Linked DNA regions of Sus scrofa: all the other regions are linked to region 1. Evidence: chromatin contacts called from public HiChIP or PLAC-seq data. All regions are on one chromosome and are shown on one strand. Each heading gives the region's core, a stretch centred on a gene start, on an enhancer-like site or on the middle of the called end of the contact. The rest is flanking DNA. Distances are from core to core; before and after follow the strand shown. Region 1 holds the start of WIPI1 (WD repeat domain, phosphoinositide interacting 1). Region 2 holds the start of RGS9 (regulator of G-protein signaling 9). Region 3 has its middle 20 kb from the start of GNA13.

Evidence for each region. HiChIP or PLAC-seq counts read pairs in DNA pulled down with a chosen protein or histone mark.
Region 2: an H3K27ac HiChIP or PLAC-seq map of skeletal muscle shows a contact between it and region 1. The contact joins the promoter of RGS9 here to the promoter of WIPI1 in region 1. A contact is called at or near these places in 2 of 5 promoter capture datasets (fetal liver and liver), 11 of 47 Hi-C or Micro-C datasets (alveolar macrophages, embryonic fibroblasts, fetal heart ventricle and 6 more) and 2 of 2 datasets of contacts at active chromatin or transcription factors (alveolar macrophages and skeletal muscle).
Region 3: an H3K27ac HiChIP or PLAC-seq map of alveolar macrophages shows a contact between it and region 1. The contact joins the enhancer-like site here to the promoter of WIPI1 in region 1. A contact is called at or near these places in 1 of 5 promoter capture datasets (liver), 9 of 47 Hi-C or Micro-C datasets (blood, embryonic fibroblasts, omental adipose tissue and 4 more) and 2 of 2 datasets of contacts at active chromatin or transcription factors (alveolar macrophages and skeletal muscle).

Annotation. Positions count from the first base shown.
Region 1 is chr12:11,713,848-11,716,745 of Sscrofa11.1, forward strand. WIPI1 (WD repeat domain, phosphoinositide interacting 1) reads left to right here and starts at 1,485. Exons shown (of 13, transcript NM_001190294.1): 1 at 1,485-1,617. The coding sequence starts at 1,538. LOC106507955 (a long non-coding RNA gene) reads right to left here and starts at 1,388. Exons shown (of 3, transcript XR_001304383.2): 1 at 882-1,388.
Region 2 is chr12:12,013,831-12,016,728 of Sscrofa11.1, forward strand. It overlaps RGS9 (regulator of G-protein signaling 9), which reads left to right and starts at 1,491. Exons shown (of 19, transcript XM_021066722.1): 1 at 1,491-1,730. The coding sequence starts at 1,674.
Region 3 is chr12:11,985,026-11,987,923 of Sscrofa11.1, forward strand. No RefSeq gene overlaps it. Among named protein-coding and RNA genes, the nearest start is that of GNA13, 20 kb to the left of the region's middle. Within about 2 kb of position 1,371, at least 27 of the 83 cell types and tissues checked have an H3K27ac peak or open chromatin away from gene starts, as enhancers often do. A contact at or near this core is called in alveolar macrophages, liver, omental adipose tissue and 3 more, where this site is marked.

The DNA of each region.
Region 1 (2,898 bases), core at 235-2,734:
AGATGATGCAGTTAAAGCACCCAAGCAGCAGCTTTTTCCCTTATGGTGATTTATACAAAACCTCACAGGCAACTAAGGGCAGTCAACATCAGCAGATCTAGGAGCTGAACTATTTTTATATTTTTACATCAGCTGAGAGAGAGAACAACAGCATTGAAAGAAGAAACTCCTTTATTTGCATTTCAGAAAACCAAAACCAGAAGTTAGTTAGAAAAGCTGAAGTGAAATAGTGCTCTTTGCTCACCTACTGTAGGCCCAATTTCCAAAAAAAACCATATATATAGCTTTGTCACAAAATAGAAGATTTGAACTATGCCAGTTTGAAACGCTGTGGTAAAACAACAATAAAATATGATTTGGTCTCAAAATTTGCAAAGCATGAATTAAAAAATTCGTCAGTAATTATATAAATTCAAAATTAGCAGAGCTGCTGATTACCAACTGTGTTGCTAATTCTACGTGGCAATATGTATTTAGCTTGGGAAAAGAGACACTTTGTCAGGATTCATCTGGAATTATGTGAGTTTTTAATTATGCTGTCTTTGATACGTCATTCCTTTCATAAAATACACCACACTAAACACACACGTTCATTTTTTTTCAACTACAGATCAGATAGGCTTTGCCAAGTACTGTCTAACAGAGTCATTTGGTGCACAGATCTTGAAATCAGACACACTCACATTTTACCATTTAGTGTGTTACTTCAGAAAGAATTGTTCAGCAGTTGCGTGCTTCGTTGCAGCTTTTTAAAATTGGGCATAATTTTATTTTCCTCACAAACTTTTATAAGAATTCAAGGCGATAATATACATAGTTAACACAGTGCTTGACCTGCAGTAAGAGTTCTCAACCACAGGGCAATGGATAAGATAACTTACTATTTATCTGGCCTTAGCATCCTCAAGTTGGAAATAGTTTTCAAAGCAGCTTCAAGACTCTGCAAGAGGGCGGGGCTTTTGGCGTCTAACGCTCTCTACTAAACTCTGTAGTTCAATAGACCGAGTATTACACAGGACAGAGGCTTGGGTGGAGTGAGAAGGAGCGCGTCCTCTTTCTCCTTTGCCGCCGCCACGACGTAGAAGCCAGACCAGTGCCAGCAGGCCTGGCGGGAGCTGCACTCGTTCTTCCCTTCCCGCGCTCCGCCCCACCGCCCTGGCAATGAAAACACCACCACGTGTCCTGCAGCCTTTGCGTCACTCACCTTCGCCCAATGGCAAACCGATTCACGGAGTTGGGGGCGGGCTGCCAACAGAGGGATTCTGCCCACAGCCATCGGCAATTGGCCAAGGGTGCGCCGCGACAGGGGCCCTCGACCAATGGGGGTAGGCAGTGGGGACCCCGCCCTCTCGGCTGCTTAGTCCTGGGAGGGCCGGCATGAGGGGCGGGGCAGGACGAGAAGGGGCGGAGCTAATTGGGGCGGGGCGGGGCTAGGGGCGGAGGGGGGCCGGCGCCCCGGCCCGCGGAGCCGGCGCCAGCGGGCTGCTGAGGTGGCTGTCGCCCGCTCCGAGCTGCGGCTTCCCCGGGTCGAACCCCGATGGAGGCCGAGGCCGCGGGCCGCCCCCCAGGCAGGGTCGAGGCGGCGCTCAGCTGCTTCTCTTTCAACCAGGACTGCACGTAAGCCGAGGCACCAGCCCTGACGGGAGGTGGGAGAGAAAAAGTGGCGATCAGGGGTGTTGTCCAGTCGGCAGCTTGTAGCAAGAGGCACAGGCCTACGTCCCAATCGGCCCTCGGAGGGAAGGCTGGTGCTTCCCCGGACTGGTGCGGGTCTTGGTAGCCACCCCTTCCTCTTTTCCCCTCTTCCAGCAGGGGGGCTGAGCGCCCCCATCCCCCGCTGCAGGCGGAGAGCCAGGAGCGGCCGGCCGAGAAGGAAGGAGGGAGTTAGCCAGGGGAATGGGGCTAAAGGAGGCTAAGGAATGTGGGGGGCGAGGGAGGAGGGTAATGACCTAAGTGGGGGTCTGGAGAAGGAGGAGCAGTGGCCAAAACAAAGGAGATGGGAAAGGAGCGGGGGTTGCAAATTGACCGAAGGCGAAGTGTTGAGGCCCGGGAAGATGGGAGCACAGGAAAAAGTTTCCCATTTGTCCTTGAGCATCTCAACGTGGCATCTGGGCAGGGCCAATGACAAAGAGGCAGCCTATCCCTGCGGCCAGGCCAGCCCCTGCCCCAGCCCCAGCGCAGAGCACCTCGCCTGCCGGCTCTGGACGTCAGAAACTTTGCCATTGGTCTATACTGGGTTTTCACTTAACCCACTCAGCGAGACACAGTCTCCTTCTCCCAGTCTAGGAACCCTTTCCCGGCCCCGGGCTGGGGCTGCCTTCTCCGAGAAACATGAACTCCACCCTGTTGCTTTTTGAGTGGCTTTTTAATGTTTCACCTTGATGTTCACTTTTGGACTTTGGCCAGAGAGCCTGGAGTTGTTTCAAACATCTGGAGGATTCAGCCCCCCCCCACCCCCCCAGAAGCAAACGCCTTACCTCTTTTCATGTTAGACTCCAGCTCTGTGGACCATATGGAATAATCTCTTTGGAATGTGCACCCAGAGCATCAGGCAGCAATTCCCAGTTTCCCATTTCCTGCTGTACCAGTTTCTGTTGTGTTCCTTGTTTGGAGTCAGCTTCAGGTTTGTGTGTTGGCTGCCTGTGGCCGGGCTATGCTAATATTGAACATTCGGTGGTGTAATTAAGGCCATCCTGTACCATAAGCAACTCTGGCTCCCATTGCCTTTGTGTTTCTGTTTAAAAAACACCCTATGCTAAACAATATGCCTTTGTTTGGGGAAAAAAAAAACAAAACAGCAACAACTGTATGTGCCATCGGGTAGCTGGGCAACCTGGATAGATGAGTGACTTTCAAGCTTTCTTTGACCACAGCCCATGATACGAAATCCATATTACAACA
Region 2 (2,898 bases), core at 241-2,740, 300 kb after region 1:
TTGTGTGTGTGTGTGTGTGTGTGTGTGTGTCTTTTTGCCATTTCTTGGGCCGCTCCCGCGGCATATGGAGGTTCCCAGGCTCCATATGGGGTCCAATGGAGCTGTAGCCACCGGCCTAGGCCAGAGCCACAGCAACTCGGGATCCGAGCAGCATCTGCAATCTACACCACAGCTCATGGCAACGCCGGATCGTTAACCCACTGAGCAAGGGCAGGGACCGAACCTGCAACCTCATGGTTCCTAGTCGGATTTGTTAACCACTGCGCCACAACGGGAACTCCTTTTCTTGCTTTTTTAAGGCTGCACTCGGGGCTATGGAGGTTCCCAGGCTAGGGGGCAGATCGGAGCTGCAGCTGCCGGCCTATGCCACAGCCACAGCAACGCCAGATCTGAGCTGAGTCTTCGACCTATGCCCCAGCTCACGGCAATGCCGGATCCCCAACCCACAAGCGAGGCCAGGGATCGAAGCTGCGTCCTCATGGATACTAGTCGGATTCGCTTCCTATGGGCCATAATGGGAACTCCCCAATAAATTCCTTGATGCCACTCTCAAGCCACGTGGACCCGCGCCTCTGTGCCTATCCCAGCGCTGTTCTCGGTGATGTACTTGCATTTATCTGTTTCTACCCGGTTAACTTCCCATCTTCCTTCCTGCAGGACGTCTCCCTGATCTTCCCTTCCACTCAGGCTAGATAAGCCTTCTGAAAGTCCTGTATTGCATCGACTAGATCTCTGTCATATACAGATTTTTGTTTTATAACATTTTGTTGAAGGATTCTTCTTCCCCCATTAACCTGTGAGCTCCTTGAGGTAGGACTGGGTCATAATCCACTTTGGAGTTCTGGCTCCAGCACAGAGCCTGGCCTGCGATACTCAGGAGCATTGTCCTTTTATATCCAGAGAGAGAAAAACACTAAGGACCAAAGAAGCTGTGCAGATCGCGCCACTGGCCCAACCAGGACTCCAGCTTTTCTCCCATCCTTTTCCCCTCCTTTCTTTCATTAACCAACATCTCACCCATTCCGCATAGGATTTGTTTCTCCTCTAAACATTCCTTGAGGGCCGAGTGCGGTGTCCCACACATCCCCATTAAATTACAGAGCAACGCTGCTGTTGGATATTATTATCCGGTTTTTAACTTTTCCTTTTCACATAAGAAATTGAGACCTAGAGATTTTAAGGAACTCACCCAAGGCTGTCCCACTGGCTAGTGGCATGACATGGCAAAGCCGGCGTTTTCCGCTGCACTTATTAGTGAGGCTGCCTTGCTGCCCTTCTGTATAGAAGTCCCATCCTGCCTAAAAGGCTCGCTCTCGGGGACAGATCCTTCCACTTGCGGGTCCCCGACACGCAGGTCTTACCTGAAGCTCCCCGGGGGTCCCAGCCGAGACGGACGCTGCCCCCTGGCGACAGGTGGGCGCAAGCGCAGCGCACGCTCCGGAGCCGGCGGCGCGGCTCGCTGATTGGCTGGCGCGGATCCCGGCTGCTTCCCCGGGGGCGCGAGCCGCGCGAGTAAAGGGGCGCCGCAGGCAGCAGCCGCCCGCCCGCGCCCCCCGCGCCCCGCGCCCCGCTCCCCGCGCCGCCCGGGGACGCCCTCGCCGTCTCTCTGTCGCGGGGCCTCTCCCTTTTCTCTCTCGCTTGGGTCCTGGTTGTGAATTCACCCAGGGTCCAGGATGACAATCCGACACCAAGGCCAGCAGTACAGGCCGAGGATGGCATTTCTCCAGAAGGTGAGCGTGGTCTTGTCGCCTGAGCTGGGGAAGGTGCGCAGGGACCCAACTCGGAGAAGAGATGGTGGGACCAAGCCTGTGGACAGGAGTGGAGGAGGGCATCCCTTGCGGTCCACTAGTGCTGCTTGATGTTATTAAGTGACTTATTTGTTCTGTGTATGGATACGTGTCTGTCTTTTAAAGACTATGCTGATTAGGGCTGTTTGTAACCTGTTTATAGTGGAGCATATGAAGCCAGGGGCGATGGTCGGCTGGAGGCTGAGAACAACCTGTTACTCGGGAGAGGAGGCGCCAGAAAGCAGTTCAGCGAGGCTGGGTCAGATCTGAGACAGTCTCCTGAGATTGTTTTAAGGCACCCAGATGTTCAATGAACATTTTTGCTGTAGTTTTTCTGATTCAAAACTGCAGGATTTTAAAGCGTGTGTGTGTGTGTGTGTGTGTGTGTGTGTGTGTGTGGTGAGTATGTACACACAGACCATGAACGTGGTGTGATCTGTGGGATAAAGGGACACCCCACTTCCAGCGCTCCTGGGTTCCTCCTTCAGGTGTGTGTACTTGTGTATCGCAGGTGTCTCGGTGCTGGAAGCCGAGTCAGAACTCGTTTCCTTGTGTGGCAGAGGATTTCTCAGACCAAGTGGCCAGGCACAGGGTGTCTATCTCGGGGACTTGTGGAATGCATCTTGTGGGGTGATCTGCGGGGGATGAAGCAGCTTCTTTTCTTCTGGGCTTTTGAAATAACCAACATGGGAAGAGTTCGGCCGAGGATTAGGTCCTGGGTCACTCGCCCTCCCTCCCCCCATCCCATCCACAGCTACTTTTCACAGTGCGTTGTCTACCTTCTTAGGCGTATCTTGAGTAGAATTAGCGGAATGCTTTGTGACACTAAGAGCCCTGTCCTGAGCCTCTGGAGCTCAGCAGATGTGTAGTCAGTGAAAAACTGTCCTGGTTTGTCTAAGACTTTCAGTGCTAAATCCTGGCCAGTCCTGGGCACACTGGGACAGTTGGTCACATGTGGTCCACCTGCTTTAAGAAGCTTGTGCATATTGCAGGTGGTAGAGACAGAAGATCTAAAACAGAGAGGCAGAGGGTTGATTCATGGGGAAAGAACCCTTAGACACCAGCTCCTACAAGCAGAAGGAACCGCCTCATCCCAGTCCCTGAGAGCCAT
Region 3 (2,898 bases), core at 121-2,620, 270 kb after region 1:
GGAGCAAGGGAGAAAAAGCTGGGAGGACTGGAAGCCGGCTCACAGGAGCTGGAGTCCAGGGTTTGAAGGCAGCATATTTCTGAGGTGAGGACAAGGTCCCGGGTGTGACTTTGGGAGGTGGAGGCGGGGGGGTCCTTGGGATTCTGTGATATTGGGAAGTGTGATGGATCACCCAGGGGGACTCTGAACTCACTCAAGATGAGGACAAGAGATGGAACCCATGGGAGAAACCTGGAGGCCGATGCCTGGGTGGGAGGAAGGACGCAAAGCTGGCTGGTGTGAGCCCCAGGGGAGCTGGGCTTTCAGCATCTGAGCGGGGGAAGCTAGGAGAAGCCTCTGGTCTGGGCTGGTGGAGGCGACAGCTCGGGAGGTGGCTCCTACATTTCAGGAAGGAGTTCTGGGGGGTTGGGGGAGTTCTGGCTGGGTCCCTGGGGATGCTTGCCGTCCAGAGGGGACACGGCACCCCTGGGAGGTGTGTGTCACAAGCAGGCATGAACCAGCACCAGAGGAGAGGAAGGAAGCGTGGCTCTGACTGGGGCCCAGGGAGATGTCCCCAAAAGGGGGTTTTGGGACTGCAGCAAAGGTCAATGACGTGGAGCGGGGAGGCAGCCAGAGGGGGAGGCAGGAGCCAAAGGCAGAGTCAACATGTGTCCAGGAAAAAGACAGTTGCCTGAGCTGACTGAGGAAGAGAGTACACAGGAGCAGCAGTGGCTGGAAAATTAGCTCAGATCTGGGCTTGCCTTGGTGTGCCAGGAGGAGGGGCGCTGTCTTCTGCAGGGAGGCAACTGGGAGCCACAGAAGAGCTTTGCTGAAGATAATTTTATTTTTTTTCTTTTTAGGGCTGCACCCAGGGCATGTGGAAGTTCCCGGGCCAGGGGTCAAACTGGAGTTACAGCTGCCAGCCTACACCACAGCCACAGCCACGCTGCATCTGTGACCTGCATCATAGTTCACGGCAATGCCGGATCCTTAGCCCACTGAAAGAGGCCAGGGATCAAACCCACATCCTCATGAATACTAGTAGGGTTCTTAACCTGCTGAGCCACAACGGGAACTCCAAAAAAAAAAAAAAAAAGATGTTGGTGTCTGCAGGGCAGCCTTGGCTTTGAACCCAGGAAAGCCGCCTACGCAAGAAAAGAGAGGAGGCGAAAGGGCAGGACGCGGTGGCTTCCAAGGCCAAGGCGACTGCTGATGTTCCAGGGGCAAGGGGGGAGGGGGAGAGGGGGAGAGGCGGACAGGCGGGGGAGGAAGAGCAAGAAGCAGTACTGAGACTCACGTGGAAGCAAAGAGAAGTAAGTCAGGGAGATGGAATTTCAAGCCTCCTGTCTAAATAAAGAAAGTGAAACTCGTGGACGTTAAACGCCGTCCTTGCAGGTGCTTCTGTTTTCATTTCCCTTGAGGTCCTGCACCCGTCATCTTCCTGAGCCCTTCCAGGCATCCCGGGTCCCGGGAAAATCAGAGGCAGAAGGCAGCAGGGCGGGACCTTTGGAAAGTCCCTTCACTCAGGAAAGTCACAGTTGGACGGACACACTTGCTTCTGCTTCCCCATCTGTTCCTCGGGTGCAAAGGTGTCTGCTGGGAGCAGAAGGCGGGGTGGAAGGGGGGTGTCCAGAAAGGTTGAGCCTGAGCATGTGGCATGCAGGAACACCGGGGCCGACAAAGCCCCCAGGCGGGGAGATCTTGGTGGCCAGGGTCCCTGCGTCATCAGCCAGTATCTAGCTGGCCCTAGGGAGCCCAGGACAGAGTTTGGAGTGTGGACTCTGGACCAGCCTGCCTGGAGTGAAACCTCAGGGCTGCCACTTACCATTCGAGGCCACATGACCTGGGCGGGGTATTGAAAGTCTCTTTGACTTTGTTTCCCCATCTGTCAGTCAGGGATCAGAACTGTAGCTTCCCCATAGGGATGCTTGAGGATTAAACAAGTTAGAACGTGTAAGGACTCAGCATCAATCCGTAAGGGTTGGGGGTTCTCCTTGACCTCACCTGAGGAGCCCCATGGAGACTTGACAAAGAAAACAGGCCCTGGGGCAGGGTGGAGGGGTTCCACCACGGGGAAGGCAGGCACGTTGAGCTCCCATCCAGAGCAGGACCCTTGGCCTTCTTCACTCCTGGGCGAGGAAGGTGGGACAGTGTGTCTGCAGGGGTGGAGGGTACTTGCCCTGAGCTCCTGCCCCTGGGAATCCAGCTTGGGGTGTCTCAGCTCAGAGGTGCCGAGCCATAAAATCACTCCTCAACCTGGACCACCCAGGGCACCCCTGAGATCCTACTCAGAGTGGGGTTTCTGATGGGGCAGCCAATAGAGCCCTCTTCCTCTGCCTGAATGAGATAGATTGAACATGGAAATAGCACTTGTCTTCCTTTTTTTTTTTTTTTTTAGGGCCCCACCCATGGCATACGGAAGTTCCCAAGCCAGGGGTCAAGGTGGAACTGCAACTGCCGGCCTATGCCACAGCCACAGCAACGTCAGATCCAAGCCCTGCCTGCAGCCTACACTGCAACTCACGGCAATGCCTGATCCTTAACCCACTGAGCAGGGCCAGGGATCGAACCTGCGTCCTGATGGATAGAGTCTGGTTCCTTACCCCTGAGCCACAACAGGTACTCTACACTTGTCTTTCTGATAAAGGCTAAGTTGGAGACCTGAACTTAGTCTGAAGGTCAAATGGGTTTGCAGAAGCCGAAACGAGGCAGGTTCTCCCACCTGGCCCAGGACAGGGCTTCTTAGGGTGGGCGATGCTGAAGAGATGCTGCCTGTAGGAAGCTCAGTGCTTAGGAGCAAAGGGTCTGCCCACCCCACCTCCTCCAGGCCGGAGGGAGTAAAGGGGAGGAGCCAGGACAGGAAGGTACGGGTGGCGGAGCAGCGGGCTGGGAAGAAAGCATCTGGAGGGGAGAGAAGCC